3 separate regions of the Mus musculus genome follow, and regions 2 and 3 are each linked to region 1. A link is a contact called in public ChIA-PET and HiChIP or PLAC-seq data. All regions are on one chromosome and are shown on one strand. The core of a region is the stretch at or near the end of the contact, and the rest is flanking DNA. Distances in the headings are between cores, read along the strand shown. Region 1 holds the start of Fgd3 (FYVE, RhoGEF and PH domain containing 3). Region 2 holds the start of Nol8 (nucleolar protein 8). Region 3 holds the start of Fam120aos (family with sequence similarity 120A, opposite strand).

Region 1 (2,700 bases), core at 56-2,555:
AATGCCTCTAACATACACACCTCTCCATTTTATGGAAGAAGAATCGAGAACCTTGAGCAGTTCCATCATATACATATACACTCATGCGTGCATGTGCACATACATATACATACATATACACAGAAAATGTTAACTAGTTAAAACAAGCATTTAGAGGATTGAGCAGATGGTTCAGTCCAAGCATGAGGAAGTGAGTGCAATCCCCAGCACTCATGGGAAAAGGCTGATGGAGGCAGAGACAGAAGGGTCCCTGGCAGATCGCTGGCCAGCCAAGCTAGTCATGTTGATTAATCCCAGGGTGAATAGCAATAAATGCCAAAATAACAACAATAATAACAGTAACAACAACAACAACAATAATAATAATAATGTGGACTGCAACTGAAGAAGACATTTAGCTTTGACTTTTGGCCTCCATATGCATGCACGCACACACACACACACACACACACACACACAGAGAGAGAGAGAGAGAGAGAGAGAGAGAGAGAGAGAGAGAGAGAATTCAAGATTAGTTGATGCAATGGTGCACAGTAGCGATCCCAGCATTTGAAAGACTGAAACAGTGTAAATTCAAATGAGTTTGGACAACACAGAGAATCCAAGGCCATCCTGGACTACTTGGTGAGACTGTCTCAACAAAACCTAAAACAAACACAAAATTTAGGATAGATTAAGAAGACATTACTGAAATGGAGTCAAATTTGCAGCCTATATGCATGTTAGGCTAACCCCCTGCCCCATTATTTATTGACTTCCTGAGATAATGAGGGGACTTTCCCCTGAGGGCTGCCTGGAAGAGGCAGAGCTTAGCCCTGCTGGGGCAGTCCTCATCAGCCAGATAACCAGAAGTTCCCTCAGGTCTCTTGGAGTCACCGTGAAACAATGTCACTGGTGGGGTATGTTTCTTCCAACTTTCTGTAGTCACCAAGGTCTGTCTGGCCTGGGTCACCTGTCCCCTGATGGATCCTCTTCCCCATAGACAACATCAATCTCAGGTCTGCTCAGAGGAGCCCACCAAACCAGATGCAGGAGGTGTCTTTACTCAGTGACTTGTTAAACCTAAGCTCAGCCCTGGCTGCTACTGCAGAACCTGGTAGGGCTGAGCCAGGTCGAGTAAAAGGATTACGCTTTCGAAGTCATCCCACCACAAGCAGACCAGGCCCTTCAGGACCAGCAGACCAACCTCCTCTCACGTTGCGTCATCGCTACGGAAATGCAAATGTGCCACTGTTTTGTGACCAATATTGCAAAAATTAGAAAGAGGAAGTTGGGTTTTGTTCTTGCATGAGTTCAGCCCTGGGGGAGATGCAGACTGGTCTTGGAAGAAGGGTGAGTGGAGATTGGCTCCTGGGATCTTTGCAGAATCCTACAGTGTTTGTCTTGCGCTGTGAAGGGGCTTCGTGGCGGGTGGTAGGAGGTTACTAGAAACCAAACAGGAACCATTCAAGGGAGACAGATGTTTTCAAAGCAGGAAGTTGCTGTGGCACGGTAGCGGTGTCTCTTTTCATGCTGTTGTCTTTCAGTGGCTCGTACTGGTGAGAAGATAGGGTTGCTATGGGTGGGCATGAGAAGAGTTCGCGACTACAGAGTCCTGGACGTGCTATTGGCAGGTGGGGCACAGCTCACACTTAGGCTATGGGCAGTCTGTCGGTGACTACTGTGGTCCCTGGGAGGCTTGGGGGGGGGCACAGATCCAAGGCTGACCCCACCCAGTGTGCCTTAGTGGGGAAGAAAGCATGTCTTTTTCTGCTTAAGCAGAAGAGGTGGTCCCAGGGGATGATTTAATGGAGGCTAGGCCTTCGCATCCCATGTGGTTCTGGAATCTTCTCCAGTCTACAGTTTAGATATTAACAGATATGTCTGTCTAGCTGGGCACTGCTAGGAAAGAAAACTAAGCCCTCAAAGGACTCCTTGGGACCCCCAGGGCTTCGCCTGGGCAGCTCTGGGTAGTGGTACAGCCACTTAGGAGGCTGGCAGCCATAGAGCAGGCGCACGGCAGCATGGATAGAATGATATGATTATGATAACACTATGATACTATATGCCATGCAGAGTAAGCAGAGGCATATTTGAAAAGCCGGACTCTAGGACCTGTGGGGAGTGAGGCAGGAGTCACTGTCATTGTGGATGACAAGTCACTTGCCATTTTTCTGGGAGTCCCTGAGTGCTAGGGAGGATGAGCAGCTATAGGGGGATAGGGAGGGGACTCTGGTGAGAAAGAATGCCAGGGACAGGGTGATAGGCAGACTCTGCCTTGATTTCCCTTTCTGTAAAGTGAAGTCAGAATGATGCCAAGCCACACTGAGGTTTAGAGCTTACGCAGCTCTGCCTCATTTTAGATTGGTCCTACCTAGCCGGGGGTGGTGGTGGTAGTGATGGTAGCACACGCTTTCAATCCCAGCATTTGGTAGACAGAGGCAGGTGGATCTCTGAGTTCCAGGCCAGCCTGGTCTACAGAGCAAGTTCCACAACAGCAGGGCCACACAGAGAAACACCATCTCTTGGGGGGAAAAAAAACCAAAAACAAAGACTAAAATTGTTAGCCATTTGTGTGTGTGTGTTGAGGCATGTGTAGGGAAGCCAGAAGACAGTCTCAGATGTTATTCTCCAGGACCTGTCTATCTGGTTTTTTAGACAGGTTCTCTCATTGGCCTAGCTTGACACGTGGTTTACTGAGACTCTCCCCAGCCCCCATTT
Region 2 (2,700 bases), core at 14-2,513, 340 kb before region 1:
AAGTTAATTTTGGACAGAAAAACAATTTAATAGTTTTCCAGAAATTTAACACAACTCTTTCCCCTGAAACTTCTGTGCCAACTTCATCTTATGAAGCTATGTCTCTTCATATGTATTGCTTTCAGATTTTATCAGTGGAGATTTTACAAAGGCCCTCCATCCACATTCTCAATGAACACACTTTGCAACTGCACCTAAGTACAGCACATCCACACATCTTCTCCCAGATGTTTTCTCTAAAACAACCACAGCTATTATATCTTATCCTTATTGATTTTTTATTCGAAGTACTGCCCTCCCCCATTCATTTCTACATTTTTACCTTAACATATACTGGCAAAAATAGTAAGCTAACGGATAAAAATAGCTTCATCCTGGAGCTCCAGTCATAACAAAGTCTGCAATTACAATAGTATGGCAAAATACAAGTGTCCCCTAAGCGCTGTTAAATCACAAAGACGGCAACTTAAGTTATACCTAAAATATGTTTCCCCACTGTGTGCCTGTATTGTTCAAAGCAGTCTGAGTGGATCTCATCGGTCAGGGGAGTAGGAGCGGTTACGGCTTTTCCCAGTGCCACTTAGAAAACAGTAGTGGTGACAGCAAGGATCATAATGAAGTCTAATTTTGGAACCCGGAATTGTTAACACTGTCCTACCAAGATTGCTGGAAACGTTTTCCAGAGGTCGCTCCATCTCGTTTAGCTCTCGGCGGATGTTCAGCTCTTACTCAAACCTTTCTCAAAAGTTGGCTGTCTCCTTCCAAGCGAGATCACTAAATAGCGGCAGAAGCCCAAAGCAAAGGCCAGCACTCTGGGAAAAAAACCTACAGTGTACCCCTTCTTGGTAGCCACCGCCCCATCCTTCCAGCCCTGCCCTCTCTCTTCGAGAAGCCCCTAAGGAAGGAGAGGAGAGGCTAAGCCCAATAGCCCATCACTTCTCACGAGCAAACACTCTTCCTCAGGGCGCTTGTCCGACTCAGCTCAAGCCCGGCGTAGCACTTAACGTCTAATAACACGTGCCGGCAAGTGCATTTTCCTTTCCTTCCTACAAAGTTTCCAACCCAATCTCCTAAGGTTCCGTTATCCCGCAGTTCCAGAGGGCTCTTTATTTCCTCCGCCTTCGCTTTTACTGACGTTCTGTTAGTTCTCCTCCACGTTGTAAAACTGACAGAGTGTGAGAAAGAAAAATAAAAATCGGTAATTCCTACAGAAAAGACACTCCGCCGCGTGGTTCCTGATTTCCGGTTCAAGTAGGCGGAAGTGAAGAAGCGGAACCAAAATAAAGAGACTCCTTTCCTCGTGCTTCCGAGAATCCGCCCCCTTCGGTGACGTAAGAGCTCGGCTGGCCCAGTGGCCGTTAGACGGGATGGGCGGCCGTTGGAGGGTGACGTGCAATTTGGAACGAACCAACTCGCAGAGGCGGCGGGGGTGTCTAGACGCTCGACGCGACATTTCGCGGGCCGTCAGGCTCGGGAACGTCGTCCGAGGCCGTGGGCGTGGACGCGCGACTCCCGGCAGCCTCTCCCCCCGTGAGCTCGAGAGTGGTCCGTTCCAGGAGCGCGCGCGCTCCTTGAAGTCTCCTGGCTGCCCGAGGCGCCCAGACTGCCATTCTCCGGGCTACTTCACCTTCAGGGTTCCACGTCGGTAGCCATGGATTCCGAGACCCGCGAACTGCGCGCCCTGGAGGCGGAGGTCGCAGCGCTGCAGCGAGAGTGCAGAATGCTGCAAAACGCTGGGGAGAAGGCGTCCGGAGCCTGGTACGTGGCTCGGGTCCATCCCTCCCAGCCCATGCCCTGTAGCACCCCGCGGACCTCTCAACCTTATGACAGTTCTGGACTCCGACTCCCTCACCCCCCCAAGACCCATGCTCAAGAACGTGGTGGGAGACGTCCTGAAATGTGAACTTGAATCAGTGTTCTGGGAGAACGATGACCTCATGAGTGTGTGAACGCTGCGTTTGGGGCTTATGACTTGATTATAATCAGCAGAAAATAGTTTCCTTAAGGGTTGTTTTCGCCCAGTTGATGAGAATCAAAGGGAAAATCTGGCTTTTCTTTAAGCAGTCTTTGCCTTCGGGAGAACAGCATCTAGATAGCTGGTTTTGTTTTGTTTTGTTTTTCTGGGTTTGGAGACATTGTTACTCTGTAGGTCAGGAACTGGCTCAATTTGATTTCAAACTCAAGAGTCTTCTATTCCGCAGCCCCCAACTCCCACACACAGTGTTGGAGTTATTACCTGAGCCACCATACTTGCTCTTGTCTAGTTGGGATTCCCTCCTTACTCTGGTTTCATGGATTTGTTTTTGTGACTCATCTAACGATGTAGTTAAGGGGCCCTGACCTTTTTTTTTTTTTTTTTTTTTTTTTTTTTTTTTTCTGCATTATGTTAGAAACATAAGGGTTGGGGGTATATAGCCCCAGGGCAGGGCAGCCTAGCATGGTCAAATTGGTATATATGGCTAATGCCTTCTATAGGAAACTGTGATAGTCTTCTGATTAGTTACTATTGTTAAGCCTTATTTAAAGGTAGTTGATCTGAGTGTTAAATAGTTAAATAGCTTGCCTAAGGTCCTAGAGAAATCCAAAGCCCAAGCATTGCCCATTCAAAGAGAGAAGGAAGGCTAGAACTAGCAGTAACTTAGTATCTTAAACATGGAAAAAAAATACCTTTTTTATTAGGTGTAATTTGGAACAGGTTCA
Region 3 (2,700 bases), core at 57-2,556, 340 kb after region 1:
TTACATAAAACTTGATTATTTTGGGGGATGTTATTATTTAGTGAGGCTTTAAGTGTAATCTTAATTTCTAAATGACATGGAATTACTTACTCTGGGATTAAGTTTTCTACTCAGCTAGGCGGACTAGTGGCCTCATCACTAATTTTATACATAAGTGGCATAACGTATCGGGTTTAAAAAAATTAAGGAAAATCCATCAAGGCCCTAAGCGCATTTCATCTGTCTACATCACAGGAGCCTGTGTTTGAGATTGGTGGAAGAATGGGGTGTTATGATCACAGTTCATTGTATACACGCATGAAACTGTCAAAGAATAAAAATAGTCTTTAAAAGAAAAAAAAATTAAAAGAAACTATAGAATTCAGTTTGCCTATTCTCGAAGACTCTGATGGGGGGCTTTGAGTCTGCATGAACTTGGTGTTCTGTGCGATGGATGGGTCACTCCTGTGTCCAGTGCACCCCGCTCCAGCAGCGGCTTGTCTAGAAAAAGAACAGATGAAAAATTGAAGGTAAGCAAAAAAACAAAACAAAACAAACAAAAAAAACCGCTCCTTTTTCTTGGGGGAAGGGGGAGCGGGAGGCGGGTTTCATGTAGCCCAGGCTGGCTTCCAATTGGATGGAATGACCTTGAACTTCTCTGATCCTCTACTCTCCACTTCAGAATGCTGGGATTACGGCCTAAGCAACACGCGGGAATCGAACCCTGGGCGATCGAAGATCCCAGACAAGCACTGTGCCAACTGAGCTACGTGCCCAGGTCCCCAGCGGACAGCTTCTCCTTCAGAACGTTTGGTCCTGGCTCAGCATACGTACCGTCGGCGCCTGGGTTTAGCCGGACCCTCGCAGCCCGAGCCCCTGGAGGCAGCGCACGTCCGCTCGTCTCCGGAGGGCGGCGCACGCCGGGGAGGCTTGCCCCTCTCGGGGAGTCTCCTCAGCCGGGTCCCGACACCAGGCCGTGAAGCCGCCGTCCCGTCCCGGGAGCGACGCCATCTTGTCGCCGCCGTCCTCCTCCGCGGCTCGCGCTCCCGGGCTCCAGGCTCCCCCTAACCCCGCCGCGCGACACACGCGGCGGAGGAGGAGCGCTGGCTGCCGGCCACGCCTACCGGGCCCGCAGCCGCGAGCGGGGCGGAGCCAGCCTCGGAGGCCGCGGCCTCCGGGCGCGGCCTGCACGGGCCCAGGCGCCTCCCCGAACCCGCCCGGCTGCGGCCCCCTAAAGGGCCCGACAAGCCGAGTAGCGCTCCGCCTTCTCCGCCCCGCCGCCGCCGCCCCGGGAGCCCGGCCGCGGCCCCGGCGCCGCCTCTTCCGCCTCCCGCGTCCGCGCGGGCGGGCCCGACGTCAGCGCCGCCCCGCCCGGCCCAGCTTCGGCCTCGGCCTCGCAGAGCGCGGCGGCGGCGCAGGTCCCTCCCCAGACATGGCCCTGGGAGGCGGCAGCACATGGCGGCCGCGGCGGCCGTGAGCGCGCCCCCGGCCAGCCCCAGCCAGCCCTGAGGCTGCCCGCGCCCGCCGGCCGCGCCACGGCCCTGCCGCCCCCAGCCCCGCCGCCGCCGGCCCCGCCGCCGCCCGCGCGCGCGCGCCCCGCCGCCGCCGCCATGGGCGTGCAGGGCTTCCAGGACTACATCGAGAAGCACTGTCCGAGCGCCGTGGTGCCGGTGGAGCTGCAGAAGCTGGCCCGGGGCAGCCTGGTGGGCGGCGGGCGGCAGCGGCCCCCGCAGACCCCGCTGCGCCTGCTGGTGGATGCCGACAACTGCCTGCATCGCCTGTACGGTGGCTTCTACACCGACTGGGTGAGCGGCGGCCAGTGGAACCACATGCTCGGCTACCTGGCGGCTCTGGCCAAGGCCTGCTTCGGAGGCAACATCGAGCTCTTCGTCTTCTTCAATGGCGCGCTCGAGAAGGCCCGGCTGCACGAGTGGGTCAAGCGGCAGGGCAACGAGCGCCAGACAGCGCAGCAGATCGTCAGCCATGTCCAGAACAAGGGCACGCCACCGCCCAAGGTCTGGTTCCTGCCTCCGGTCTGTATGGCCCACTGCATCCGCCTGGCGCTCATCCGCTTCCACGTCAAGGTGCGGCTGCAGCCGGTTCGCCGGGGTCTCCCAGGGCTGGGGCTGGGGTCTCTTTGGGCCTGAGTCAGGATCGGGCCTGGTGCCCTTTGGACCGATTCCCTTCGGGTTTGGGTCAGGGTTGGGGTCTGGGGTCACTTGGACAGGAGTCACAGTTGGGCTACAGGCCTCTTCGCGCTTCGGGCTGGGCCTGGGATTGCTTGGGTAGCGATCAGAGTTGAGTCTGAGGTTCCTTGGCCCAGGGGTTTGGGGCTTGGCCTAGGGTCTTTTTGGGCTTGGATTTGGGTTGGACTTGGGAGGTCTCTTAGGTCACTGTCAGCGCTGAACTAGTTCCGGGAAGCCCAGCCTAGCCCAGAGTGAGTCCTGGGTGCCCCTGCCCGTGGAAGGCCTCAGCAGGCTTCAGTGTCTCTCAGGGCCCCTCTCGGGACATAGCGTGTCACCATGCCCAGGCTTGATGCAAGCTAGGCAGAGGGGCCCTAGAGCAAGATGGATGCCCGGGCCTTTAGGCCTGGTGTGGTTGAAGTCTACCCACCACATTCCTCCCTACTCTCTGGCCTCTGTGGGCCCATAGACTTGTTCATATGACACTTGAGGCTGGTGGATAGACCCTCACCCAAAGTGGGATCGGTGGTGTCGTCTC

The links. ChIA-PET counts read pairs in DNA pulled down with a chosen protein or histone mark. HiChIP or PLAC-seq counts read pairs in DNA pulled down with a chosen protein or histone mark.
Region 2: a contact with region 1 is called in an RNA polymerase II ChIA-PET map of memory CD8 T cells, with 137 read pairs. The contact joins the promoter of Nol8 here to the promoter of Fgd3 in region 1. A contact is called at or near these places in 15 of 39 promoter capture datasets (the 3T3-L1 cell line, 3T3-L1-derived adipocytes, the C10 cell line and 8 more), 24 of 484 Hi-C or Micro-C datasets (the Ba/F3 cell line, the C2C12 cell line, CD4 T cells and 12 more), 10 of 115 datasets of contacts at active chromatin or transcription factors (the 230-238 cell line, DN3 thymocytes, the NIH/3T3 cell line and 6 more) and 3 of 9 other capture datasets (adipose tissue, embryonic stem cells and liver).
Region 3: an H3K4me3 HiChIP or PLAC-seq map of the SCID.adh cell line shows a contact between it and region 1, with 11 read pairs. The contact joins the promoter of Fam120aos here to the promoter of Fgd3 in region 1. A contact is called at or near these places in 1 of 39 promoter capture datasets (pre-B cells), 1 of 484 Hi-C or Micro-C datasets (regulatory T cells), 4 of 115 datasets of contacts at active chromatin or transcription factors (the SCID.adh cell line, effector CD8 T cells, memory CD8 T cells and 1 more) and 2 of 9 other capture datasets (adipose tissue and liver).

What each region holds. Positions count from the first base shown.
Region 1 is chr13:49,307,813-49,310,512 of GRCm38.p6, reverse strand. Fgd3 (FYVE, RhoGEF and PH domain containing 3) reads left to right here and starts at 1,305. Exons shown (of 18, transcript NM_015759.2): 1 at 1,305-1,332.
Region 2 is chr13:49,651,641-49,654,340 of GRCm38.p6, reverse strand. Nol8 (nucleolar protein 8) reads right to left here and starts at 1,263. Exons shown (of 17, transcript NM_001271397.1): 1 at 659-1,263. The coding sequence starts at 695. It overlaps Cenpp (centromere protein P), which reads left to right and starts at 1,610. Exons shown (of 8, transcript NM_025495.3): 1 at 1,610-1,758. The coding sequence starts at 1,652.
Region 3 is chr13:48,966,718-48,969,417 of GRCm38.p6, reverse strand. Fam120aos (family with sequence similarity 120A, opposite strand) reads right to left here and starts at 1,306. Exons shown (of 2, transcript NR_015601.1): 1 at 814-1,306; 2 at 1-480. Fam120a (family with sequence similarity 120, member A) reads left to right here and starts at 1,358. Exons shown (of 18, transcript NM_001033268.3): 1 at 1,358-2,063. The coding sequence starts at 1,590.